2 separate regions of the Mus musculus genome follow, and region 2 is linked to region 1. A link is a contact called in public promoter capture Hi-C data. All regions are on one chromosome and are shown on one strand. The core of a region is the stretch at or near the end of the contact, and the rest is flanking DNA. Distances in the headings are between cores, read along the strand shown.

The links. Promoter capture Hi-C pulls out the DNA fragments that hold promoters and counts their contacts.
Region 2: a promoter capture Hi-C map of hippocampal neurons shows a contact between it and region 1, with 2.7 times the contacts expected there. The contact joins the promoter of Bco1 here to the enhancer-like site in region 1. A contact is called at or near these places in 8 of 39 promoter capture datasets (the HPC-7 cell line, cranial neural crest, embryonic stem cells and 4 more), 2 of 115 datasets of contacts at active chromatin or transcription factors (fetal liver and large pre-B cells) and 3 of 9 other capture datasets (adipose tissue, embryonic stem cells and liver).

Annotation. Positions count from the first base shown.
Region 1 is chr8:117,515,466-117,519,027 of GRCm38.p6, reverse strand. All of the region lies in intron 2 of Plcg2 (phospholipase C, gamma 2), which reads right to left. Among named protein-coding and RNA genes, the nearest start is that of Plcg2, 19 kb to the right of the region's middle. Within about 2 kb of position 1,912, at least 37 of the 459 cell types and tissues checked have an H3K27ac peak or open chromatin away from gene starts, as enhancers often do. A contact at or near this core is called in hippocampal neurons, where this site is marked.
Region 2 is chr8:117,093,951-117,097,168 of GRCm38.p6, reverse strand. It overlaps Bco1 (beta-carotene oxygenase 1), which reads right to left and starts at 1,304. Exons shown (of 11, transcript NM_021486.3): 1 at 1,075-1,304. The coding sequence starts at 1,138.

The DNA.
Region 1 (3,562 bases), core at 663-3,162:
AATGCATTGTATATATGTAAGAAAGGGGATCAATAGCAATCTATAAATTTCTCTAGCAACAGTAAAGTAGAGCCAGCAAGATCATATAAATTCATCATATAAATTCATCATATAAATTCATCATATAAATTCATCATATAAATTCAGCGGCTGCTAACTCTGCACACCTAAGTTTGATCCCCAGGACCTACGTGAAAATGAGAAGAGAAAAATAACTTTCCTAATTTGTTCTCAGATTTCCACATGCACACCTTAGCACCTACACATGCACACACCCACATATACACACCTACACACACACACACACACACATACCCCTACATATACACATATCTATATACACACATAAACACACACACACACCTACATACACACCTACACACACACACCTACACATACACACACCTACACATACACACACCTATACACACATATCCCTACATATACACACATCCACATACACACATATATACACCTACACACACACACCTACATACACACATATATACACCTACACACAACCTACATACACACATATATACTCCTACACACACACCTACATACACACCTACATACACACATATATACATCCACACACACATACACACACATATACATACATATACATACACATACATACATACACACACACACATGCTAAGTAAATGTAAAAAAAAAAAAAAATTCAGTGGTAGTTTAAGGGACAGAGAAGATGTTCAGTCCGAGCTGGAGGAATGGAGGAATGGGGGGGGGGGGGGGTTATGATCTAACGTCTGCATTTATTAAGCTTCCCCTGTGCACCAGTGAGGACACAGCCACACGGAACCACCCACTCCCGTCAGCTCTCCTTGGCAACTCTGCATGGCCCTGTCTTTGGAACCACATCCCCTCCCCCCCACCCACCTACCTACCCCACCCCCGTCAGAAAGTCGTTCAGGCCTTACTCTATGTGTACAGCATCTTTGCATACTGTCTAAGTTTCAGTTTTGTTGAGGGGGAGTTTCTATTCGCTCACAGATCCCGGCCACAGTCGCTCTGTGAGAGGAGGACCTGAGTGGCAGGAGCTGCAGACAGACAGTTGCACTGTCAGCTCGCTCCATCACACCTTCCCTTTCAGTGCTGGGGTGTGGCCCACCTTCAGAGAAGCCCTTTCCTTCCCAGACCAACCCTCATTGGGTTAACAACAAAAACTCCCCCCACAGGCCAGTGATGTGGCTCAGCAGGTAAAGCTGCCTGCCACCAAGCCTGAGGACCCGAGTTCGATCCCAGAGAGGGGGAGAAAACAAATTCCCCCAAGTCACCCTCTGACCTTTTCACACTTGCCATGGCAGATTTGCATATACACACACACCACACACACACACACACACACACACACACACACAAAACAAATAAAGATGTAATAAAAAAGAATCACATAAAACTAACCATCACGTATGTTCACATATGTACATACATGTACATAGTCATGCCAAAGCCAGAACTCAGGTGCTGTTCTTCAGGAACTACACACCTCGTTTCTCTCCCCTGGAGCTTACCTGATGAAGTTCCCAAGGGGAGATGCCTGGCGGGGAGCGGGATGGAGTGGGATTGCCTACATGCTTGGAAAGGATGCTGATCAGCAAGTCCCAGGAATCCATCTCTGCTCCCCTCCCCAGCGCATGGATAGCAAACATCGTGCCAAACCACCCAACTGTTTCACTTAGATGCTGAGGGCTGCACTTGGATCTTCATGCCTACCCCCACCCGGGACTTCCTGATTTCCCTCAAACCAGACCTCTCGCCCTGAGGAGACTGGAAAAGCATACTACTTCCCAGACCTGACATGTGGAGTGAAAGAAAGGCTGGGCTGGCCGCCTCAGCCACACAGGAAAAGGCTCCAAAGTTCCCCCATCCTCCATTCCATCTAGCTGGTGCTGAGGCAGCCTCCGCAGCCCTCCAGCCAAAAGCAGCCTGCTCAGTCCTGAGGTTTGGCTTGGCGGGCCTGGGCCAGAACAAACAGCCCGCAGGCGGGAAGAAAGCCTTGCCACACCTGACTGCAGCAAGCACAGTTTCTGCTGCTCCACTGCAGGCCTCTAAAGGCTGAAGCCTGCATCCTGGTGAGAGTGGATGATGGGGCGGGAGCGGGACAGAAGCTAGAGTCTCCTTAGGAAAACTGACCACATCATCCAAGCCCACCACACAGCTGTGTTTAGAAATCTATCCAGTGAAAACCACAGAGAATTTGCCTAAGTTTAGCTATTAAAAAAAAAAAAAAGTTCCCAGAAACAATATTTGATATAGGAAAACATGGGATAACATAAAAACCCAAAAAGCAGACACCCGTTGAAGAAACAAACCTTAAACACGGGACTAATTTCAAACAACATGGGAGGAAGACTGATGTAGGGCAGATTCAAACTACCAAAAACTGGAAAGCCAGGTCTAGCAAATGCATTAGTCGAGAGAATTATGTTTAAAGTGTCAGGGAGCTGGGAGAGGCCTCAGCAAATAGAGTTCTTGCCACGGAATCATCTGAAGGATCTGAATTCAGTTATCATCAGATAAGGGTGGGGTGGGGTGGGGTGGGGTTGGGTTGGTGAACGGCCTCTGCCAGGGACAGGGAGACTGGAGGAGCCCTGCTGCTCACAGGCAGCCAGCCTCACTGAATCAGCCAGGTTCAGTGAGAGACTCTGCCTCAAGAAACACAGTAGAAAGTAACTGGGTGGGGGGAGTTGCTGAGGAAATGGCTCAGTGGTTAAGTGCACTGACTGTTCTTCGGAAGGTCCTGAGTTCAAATCCCAGCAACCACATGGTAGCTCACAACCATCCGTAACGAGATCTGATGACCTCTTTTGGGGTGTCTGAAGACAGCTACAGTGTACTTACATATAATAAATAAATAAATCTTAAAAAAAAAGAAAGTAAGGAACTCACCCCCCCCCCAAGTCCAATAAATAAATAAACCCATTCCTCTGACTCCATGCACACGCGCACACACACACACACACACACACACACACACGAACATAAAAAGATTTACTACTAAAGCCTCTAATATGTACATTAAAAATATCCCCAGACACAGAACAAAATGCAAATTGTTTGAGGGCTACATATTACAGGGTTTTTTGTTTTTGTTTTTGTTTTGTTTTGTTTTTCATAGACAAAATACGTGTTTGTTGTCTATTAAAGTTTCCTTTGGATGAGACGGGATGTTACTATGTAGCACTGGCTGACCTGGGACTATGTAGACTAAGCTGGCCTTAAACTTGCCTTGATCTTCCTGCCTCTGCTTCCCAAGGGCTCGGATTACACTACTATGCAGATGGTCACTACTGAATCACCATACGGCTTTTTAGAGGATATGTGCAAGAAAGACCTAGCTGTACTTTTATTTGACTTCATAAGAATAGGAAAGGCTCAAAGCCAGCAGTCCAACTTATCCACACTGGTCAAGAGAACACAGGAGCTTCCATTCTGCTGTAACGAGCAGGTGAAGACACCTCAAGTTGTTTTTTCCTTTTTTTGTTTTTTTTGTTTGTTTGTTTTTTTTTGTTGTTGTTTGTTTTTCGAGACAGGG
Region 2 (3,218 bases), core at 55-2,554, 420 kb after region 1:
AGAGTCTTGAGGGAGAACGTTTGCTTCACCACATGAGAGAATATTCTAGAGGCTGGGGAGATGGTTCGGTGGATAAAGTGCTTACCACACAAGCAGGAGGTCCTGAGCTGGCCTTCCAAACCCATGTGACAAAAGGTCAGCCATGAGAGATAACATGGGCTTGTTATCCCAGTGCTGGGGAGGCAGAGGCAGGAGGATTCCTGGGACTTGTTAGTCAGTCTAACTGGTAAGTTCCAGGTTGGTGAGAGGTCTTGCTTCAAGTAATGAGGTGAATGTGGACTTGAGGGTGGCACCTGAGCCTTAGCGTGTTTGAGTTTGAAGGATCACTTTCAGGAGCGCTCTCCATCAACTATCTATGAAGAGAGAGCCACGGGGAGCAAGCTGGTAAGCACCCCCCATGGCCTCTGCATCAGCCCCTGCTTCCAGGTTCCTGCCCTGAGTTCCTGTCCTGACTTCTTAGATGATGAACAGGGATGCAGAGAGTGGAAGCCAAGCCCTTTCCTCCCCCAAGTTGCTTTGTTCAGGGTGTTTTGTCACAGCGATGGTAACCCTGACTGAGAGACATCTATCTTGTCTTACGAAAACTTAAAGAGAGAGGGTTTGGAAAGATGGTGCAGTGCCTAAGAGCACACACTGCTTCCAGTTCCTGAGGGCCTGAGTTCAGTTCCCACTACCCACTGTAATCATAAGTGCCTGAAAGAGGCTTGCAGCCAAGCCTGACAACCTGGGTTCCATCCCTGGGACCGACATGATGGCGAGAAGCAGCTCCTACAAGTTGTCCTCTGGTCTCCCCCACTTGCACCGTGGCTATCGGAGCATTCCCAACACTCCTCTGGAGACAGTGAGAAAGGATTGCTCTCCCCGTGGACACCGAGTTACCGTGTAGAAACATACCCTATTGGTTACAGAGACTGTTTCTGGATACTGGCTCATCCTGTTGCCATATATGGGTTTCCAGGCTTCCAAAAGCAACTTCTAACATGGGGCAGGGGAGGTGGAGGTGGGAGTGGGGGTGAGGGATAAAGGGAGGGGGAGGGGGTGAGGAAAATGCCCATCTAAATACAGAAGTCTCACCTGTCACTTTGGCCTGAACTGGCTCCAGCTGTTCTTTCTTATTCTGGCCAAATATTATCTCCATGGAACCGGTGAGCGGCAGCAAGGGGGTTGTTACTGGAATAGACAAAGCCGTGTGTGCTCAAAGCCTCCTGTCTTCCTGCTCTTTGCTCCTTGACATCATCCTTGGTCCCTGTACACTCCGTCTCTTCCTCTGTGTCCCTTCCCCAAGCTGACCGGTGCTTCTGCCTGCTGCCGGAAGCTGCTGGGTAATTTATACAGTGTGTGTGTGTTAGGTCAAAGGTCAGTTCCCAAGCCATGTGTTACTGCTAATCTTTAATCCCATTAGTGTTTTTCCAACTCCTCCGCTCTGATTTCACTTTTAGCTTAGCCAAGGAAGGCTCCGCTCTGAGTCGGAAGAGATGATTTGGCGCGTTCTGCTGAGTTTGCCCGAGCTAGCCCATCCTGAGAACTGGATGCATTTATGGTTAGAGCAGAGAGAACAGCATTTGGGATCAGCAAAGGCTCTTCAAGCGAGGGGACCATCAAAGACATTGACCGCACTATTGCAAGTTGTGGGCTGGTGACATCTTTGCCTTCTGCAAACAGAGAGAGAAGGCTTTGATTTTAACCTGGGGCTTGGTTCGTTCCCACTCTTAAAAAAAATCCTATCAACGGACACTTGATTGGTTTTCTTTTTGGAAGGAGGGCTCAAAGATGTGTCATGTGCCCATTTAAAAAGCAAAGATGGGGAAGACAAAGACTTGGCTTTTTCGGGAACCAAAGAACAATTAAAACACAAAACAACGTCAGGGCCTGTGCACAAGCGAGGCTTTGAATTCTGCCCAGAGCACCCGAATGAATTCCAGAGCTGGGAGGCAGAGACAGGAGGATCCCTGAGGCCTTCTGCATAGCCAGTCCATCGGGAACCCTTCAGTTCAACTCAGACTGATAAGAGGGAGGACCCAAAGACTAAAATCCACACTGCATTTTTGAGAGCATAGGGTGGGAATTGGGGGATTCTCGGTTCCTGCTGCTCGAAGTGACGCCCTCAGCCAGGAGAGCAGCAGAAGGCTTCCACACTCCACCACATATACAGGAATCAAAACACCACAGGACACCTCGTGAATATGTATGATCTCCCTGTCTTATGTAATTAAAGAAATTATAAAACTAAAGATGCTTTGGGATTGGAGACAGGGATCAGTCAGTAGAGTATTCTACTTGCCAAAGAAAGACCCTGAGATCAACTCTCAGGACTCAGGGTTAAAAAAAAGGGTGGGGGAGCCAAGCCAAGCCTGGTGCTGGTACTGCCTGCTGTCTGCTGTCTGCTGTCTGCTGTCTGCTGCCTGCTGCCTGCTGCCTGCTGCCTGCTGCCTGCTGCCTGCTGCCTGCTGCCTGCTGCATGTATACAATCCCAGTACTCAGGAGGTTGAGGCAGGCAGCTCCTTAGCTGATGGCCAACCAGCTTAGCCCCTTGGTGAGTTCAAAAATAAATAGATAAGATGGATGGTACCAGAAAAGGCAACTGCCAAAGTTGTCCTCTGGCCTATAGACAAGCTCACACACACACACACACACACACACACACACACACACACACACACACACACACACACGAGAGAGAGAGAGAGAGAGAGAGAGAGAGAGAGACAGACAGACAGACAGACAGACAGACAGAGTTTGAGGAGAGAGGGAGAGAGCCACAGGGCTTGCCTTCACATAGCCCAACTGTGGAGGTAGGAGGGTGAGAGCTGAGCAGAGAGTCGTTCAGGGTTTTAGAACGTTCTAGAACAGGCTGTGCTTCCTCCCCTGGCTGCATGTTGTCATCACCTGGTGAGAGTTTGCAAAGTGCTGTCACTGGGCTGGGCTCCAGATCCACTGACTCAGAAGCTCAGTGGAATCAGAGGCCCGTGTTTGAGGAATGTCTCTACTGTGCACAGCTGGAGCTGAGGAGCCCATAGCCAGGGAAGAGACGGTGAGTTTGAATGAAATGGGGCTGCAGTTCCTGTAGGCCTGGGCCACGTTACTCTCTCTGAGTCTCTTTTTTTCATAGCTATGAAGCAGGGTGTAAGGCTATCAGAATCCCAAGATCCATTATCTTTTCTCTCTCTTCTAAGGAGGAATTTTTTTCTCTATTCCATATTTCCAGTAAGTCCCATGAT